Linked DNA regions of Astyanax mexicanus: region 1 is linked to region 2. A link is a contact called in public Hi-C data. All regions are on one chromosome and are shown on one strand. Each heading gives the region's core, a stretch centred on a gene start, on an enhancer-like site or on the middle of the called end of the contact. The rest is flanking DNA. Distances are from core to core; before and after follow the strand shown. Region 1 overlaps ttc7a (tetratricopeptide repeat domain 7A). Region 2 holds the start of calm2a (calmodulin 2a (phosphorylase kinase, delta)).

The links. Hi-C and Micro-C count contacts between places; a contact is called where the count stands out from the background.
Region 1: a Hi-C map of muscle shows a contact between it and region 2, with 10 times the contacts expected there. The contact joins the enhancer-like site here to the promoter of calm2a in region 2. A contact is called at or near these places in 2 of 3 Hi-C or Micro-C datasets (both in muscle).

Annotation. Positions count from the first base shown.
Region 1 is chr7:21,088,203-21,091,228 of AstMex3_surface, reverse strand. All of the region lies in intron 16 of ttc7a (tetratricopeptide repeat domain 7A), which reads left to right. Among protein-coding and RNA genes, the nearest start is that of ttc7a, 50 kb to the left of the region's middle. Within about 2 kb of position 1,533, the one cell type or tissue checked has an H3K27ac peak away from gene starts, as active enhancers do.
Region 2 is chr7:21,027,215-21,029,949 of AstMex3_surface, reverse strand. calm2a (calmodulin 2a (phosphorylase kinase, delta)) reads right to left here and starts at 1,261. Exons shown (of 6, transcript XM_007255786.4): 1 at 1,134-1,261; 2 at 83-113. The coding sequence starts at 1,136.

The DNA of each region.
Region 1 (3,026 bases), core at 284-2,783, 61 kb before region 2:
GAGCACTAATACTATTTGATTCTGCTAAGACTTCCTGCAAGACTATTGAAGAACAACTGTGTTAATTTATATTTATTGAATTACTTCAAGAAGTAACCTCTGATATCTTTTAGACCTGAATTTGACTTCCACTGTTTCTGTTATCAGCAATTAACCTGAGCAACATTAAACTGAAAATGATCTAAAAATAGTGTGCCTTACATTATTTTGTCCTGCTATGTGCATTATTAATGTCATTTTAGTGATTAGCAGATACATAGAAGTGATTAGCAGATACATAGAAGTCTTTGGCAATAATTGTGTGCACAGGGTATAAAAAATACATGAAACATACAGTATACAGTACCAGTCAAAAGTTTGGACAAACCTTTTTTATTAATTATTTTAAAATGTTCTGCGTTATAGATTAATACTTAAGTCATCCAAACTATGAAGAATAGGGTTAATAAGGTTTATTTGATAAGCAAAAAAAATGTTAAACAATCCATAATTTGTTTGTATTTTAGAGTGTGTCACCCTTGCTTAGCATTTTCTCAGTCAGTTTTATGAGGTAGAGTCAATTGGAATGGCTTTCAATTAACAGCTGTGCTGAAATTATGAAGAGATAATTACTTACATTTCTTGACTCTTAATGTGTTTGAGAGCATAAGTTGTAAAGTTGTGAAGAGGTAGAGTTGGTATACAGTGAATATCTCCATTGAAATTATGTTCTAATCTATATTATGGCAAAAACTACTCGACTAAGTGAAGTAAAAAATACTAAAGTAGTGAAAGTCAGTCAATTAAGTCAAAAAAACATTTTAAGAACTGAAAGTATCCTCAAGTGCAGTCTCAAAAAACATCAAGAATGTTATGATAAAACTGGCTCTCATCAGAAAAGCAAGACCAAGTGTTACCTCTGGATATGATGATCACAAAATAAGTTCATCAGCATTACCAGCCTCAGAAACTGCAAGTTAACACCTCCCCAGATAAGAGCACCTAACTGCTTCACAGAGTATTTTGGTTTGTTTAACAATTTTAAGTTTACTCCCTGATTCCATGTGTTCCTTCATAATCTAGATGACCTCAGATTTAACTTACAACTGTTGGAAAAAAAAAAACCTCTTGACTGGGACTGTATTAGATATGATCACACAATCTTTTAAATATATTAAAAGTGTCCCTTATTTACATAACACACATTCAGAACTGGTTCTAGTCAGAATACACACACTTCTAATCAATTTTCTGATTCTACTTTTAAAAACACACAATTTAAGCAGTGAAACAAGTTTGTTTAGATAAATGATTACTGCATGATTACACCGATTTATCCAGAGCTTCCCTTCACCTTTTATGGCAAATGAAACACACTATACACTTTAAAAAACACAGTGGGAACATCTGAGAAACACGTCTTCTTGTGTGTGCCCTTGACCGACCCATCAGCTACAGTTGTACACTGCGCATGAGCACGGCCTGTTTGGTGCTGTAATCTCTTGACCTGCAAGTGTCTGTGTGTGTGTGTGCGTGTGTGTGTATGTGTGTGTCTGGGAGGATAAGTATAACTGCTGTGTGTGTAGCTGCAGTAGTAGCTAAGCTCAGAGACACCCGCTCTGCATTGGAGAGAGAGGGCCTTATTTAGAAAGGCCAATCGTGGCATCTGAGTCCTCTCACTGCTGGACTGGGGACGGGTTGATGCAGTCTTTAAATACTCCATCATTTAAAAAGTTGGAATTATTTGTCATATGAATAGTTTTTTTACAGTATTTACTTCAATATTATAAATGACACATCCAAAAGTATTTAAGATATTTTATTTAATATACATTTAAAGTTTTTAAGAACACCAATAAGCGATTGAATAATGAATAATGTACTGTAATTACACACAGTTTTATCGTACACCCTTCGCAATGCACATCACGATGCTTGTTGCTAACTTAAACCCAGTCAACAGCCTTTTTTAACATCTTGTGTCCACACCGTTAAAATAGCATCAGAATTTATGAATATATCTGCAATGATGGGCGTGGTGGTCTGGAAGGAAGGTGTGTTCAGGTACATTCCTGGCGTGTTTCTATCTTGGTGGTAGGAAATACAGGTGCGCCACTGACTGATTAAACCCCTGACAACAGTCACCCTTCTATACCTAATTTAGCCATGCAGGAATATTGTGCACTTTGCGTGTGCTCAGCAAATGTACATCCCCGCTAATTATACACAGAAATAAACAGCCTTTGTTCATCAACAATAAACAGAATAAAGAATAAAATAACATTGCTGTTTCCCTAAATGACAGCGTGAATGTGCAGGTTAGAATCCTCTGCTAAAGTGCCGCACTGTTAAGACATCAACACGCAAAAGTGCGAGCACACCTGGCTCTCAAAGGAAATGAGAACTGGCACACTGATCATTTTTTATTTCACATTACGCACTATAGATTGCTAAAATAGGGCCCTAAGTGTTATATGTTGGTGAATGAGATCTTCTGGAACTACCACGAACTCCAACAGTGAAAAAATGTTGTTTGCATTCATTTAGATCATTAAAAAAAAGAACACAAATAAGAGACCTATTAACATTTGTTAACATTTCCTAAAGCCTGAATTTGACACGTCTGGCTAATTATTAAAGCTTCATTAGGCAGATGTTAGTTTCATTACTTTTTACAGTCAACTGCTGATTGATGCTGAACTGAATATATGTATTAATGATTTATTGAACTTCTATTAACTCAGTAAACTCACATAAAGCAATATACCTGGCACTGTCTAGATCCCACTTGTATTAAAGTGCTGCCAGTTATTATTATTTCATGTCAGTAAAAAAACTGCTATAACCAATGACTGCATCAGTCTTAACAAAGGTGTTTATTGTGATTTATTACAACTAATAATGTATTTTATAGTGATTTTCACATAACAGACATATACAATACAAATCATATTGAATAAATCTCAATACAAAATGTTAATAATTCTTAATTTGTGTTTCATGAAAGCAGTATATTACATATTAATCTATATGAAGAGATGATAAAA
Region 2 (2,735 bases), core at 12-2,511:
GGGTAGCTAGGGGTGGGGGTTGGAAAACCACGGGAATCCACACCACCAGCCACGTGCCAGCGGACGGAGCAGCAAGTCTTACCGGCAATCTGCTCCTCTGTCAGCTGGTCAGCCTGCGGAAACACAAAGAGAGAAAAAGACAGAAGATCATGTAACTGCATTAGCTGCAATCCACCATTCAGAATCAGACACACGATGCTGCTCCAGTCTGACGGAGCCGGCGAGCTGGAGCTCCGCCGCAGGGCGAGGAACCCGCGAGAACACCCTCTACCGCAGCCTGTGGCGCAGCAGCACTTCAGCGCTCCTCCAGCGTTATCTCTTCTCCACAACCCTCCATATATTTAACCTAGCCACGTTATAAAACCACGAGCGTTAGGTCAACTAACGTGTGACCATATAATTCAGAGGGGCTTTAACATAAATAACTACAAATAATTACAAACCTAGGTTACCACACTGAGGGGAGCTCGGTCTGCCCATGCGAGAGAGCCACAGCCAGACTATGGAGAAAATGCGTCATAATCTAGAGCTACAGCGAGCTAGAGAAGGTCCAGTTCAACCGCCCAGAGGAAGAAGAACAAGAGGAAAGTGTTAGTTAATCAGCTAACCTAGTTCACTGACTATAACAAGCTAGAGCAATAAAGAAGAGGCCATTTGTAGCTAAAACAGCACAGGCACAACCCAGTACTAGTTAGCTCATACTGCAGTGCAGCTAAGTTAGTTAATAGCTAGGCAACCCAACCCAGATTAACGTTACTAACTATAACTAGCTAACCTGAATAACCTAGCTACTGTATATCTCATCTAGGTTAAGCTACGTATTCGCGTTTAAACATTAGACAAAACTCTAAATTACAAGGCTACACAGACCATACATTAAAAACTAAAGCTCTAACGCTATGTTTAAGCACGTTTTAGCTAATAATAGCCGTGTATTTACTACAGAAATGTGCGCAACACGTCCCCGCCGTAAATGAATGGTGCTCTGCAGAATGCAGCACCCCTCCAGTCTGAGCGGGAAAACGAGCCCCTGTCACCAGCACAAAGCGCACGCAGCTCAAAACCACACTGAATACAAAGCTATTCTCTATTAAATAATATTTTAGTAACCATTTTAATCCATTCTGACTCACCATCTCGCTGTTTTAGGCAAATGTAGCTCCACAAGTAGCTATAACACTCCTCAGCTGGCAAACAAACAGGATGCACTACAAGACGGTTGGACGCGCCTTTAATGCTCGCTCTGAAACTCCGCCCCCTTCTCGCTCCGTCCGCCGGCGCACTCTCCACTGGAGCACGGCGGATATCCGAAACCGCCTGCGATTTTCATAATTCGAGCTTTGATAAAAATGCACAGGAGTTCACTTTAGTCGCACAACATATAAAACGTGATTAAAGTATTAAAATCTGGCTTGTTTTTGCTTCTACGCGTCGGGACTAGCTGCCGGCGGAGGAATACTTTCTGCTAGTGCGTGATTCGCCCCGCGCCGCACAGCGCGCTGTAGTGAGCGGGAGCCGCTCGTGATTGGTGCGTTTGTACCTGCAATGCGTCACTCTCTCTGGCCTGCGTTGCACTGCGTTCCCAGTCAGTCTATAGGCTGCATGAATCGCCCCAGGCACAGCATGGACTTCACATGGAGATAGATGGTGGGGCACCTCTCAGCATCATTATATTTATGGACAGGAGAGCACTCATTAAAGAAATGTGGTGGGCCACGTATGAACGCCATATACTTAAAGGCTTTTAAAAAAAAATTGGCTGTGGAAATAAAAGTTATAATATTTACACATTTGGCATTAGTTTATATGTAAATAATTTTTTTATTTATTATTGCTCCCAAATACTGAAAATCTGACAGGATTACTATTTACAAGACTAATGCAAGATTGATGCAACTAATTTACATTCTTTTAAAGATTATTGCAGATCATGCTCTTTGTGAAAGTTTGCAAGAAACTGTTGAACAACGGAGCACATATAAAGGCAGCTTGCAGCTGTGTGTGTACAGTAGTTTGTTAATAAAAAAAGTAAAAAAATATATATACATGCCAATATTTAACAAAAAAAACAGTTTAAATTAATGAATAAAGTTGCTTTGTATTTGGTGCTGGATATTTTTACATTGTCCTGGTTACAGTTTGAATGAACCAATACAAAAACTTGTGATATTATTAAATAACATGGTTGATTGTATTGTAACATCAAGATAAGAAAGATAAAAAAAAAATCATCATTCATCATTGTGGCCACCTTACACCGAACGATAAAGATGTTGCAAGATTCATACCATTTTATTCTGCGATATTGTCTCTTCAATTGTGAAATCATACTTTTTTATATTGGCTAATACAGGAACAATGACACTGAATTGTACGTGTGTGTGTGTGTGTGTGTGTGTGTTATGAAAAAAAAATGCACTGCTTGAGAAGGCTTAGGTGTTATTTACCACTGCAGACCTCTGGTCCACCTCTAAGCATATATATCCAAAAGCTAAATCTCTAACACAGCACTTCAGGGGATCCATAAAATAATGGCTGGCTGGCTTCATCCTACTCAGTGAAATGGGTCTAAGCATTGCTTGTGGAGTGCAATCCATTTAATTTCTTTATCAGATTGATTGAGCCAGCACAGGCAGGCCTGCAGGATGATATGCTTTCCTCTACAGTGCTGGTTTTTGGGGCAATAGAGAGAACGCAGTGCGGGCTACAACACACTACTTAAAAGGGACAAGGCC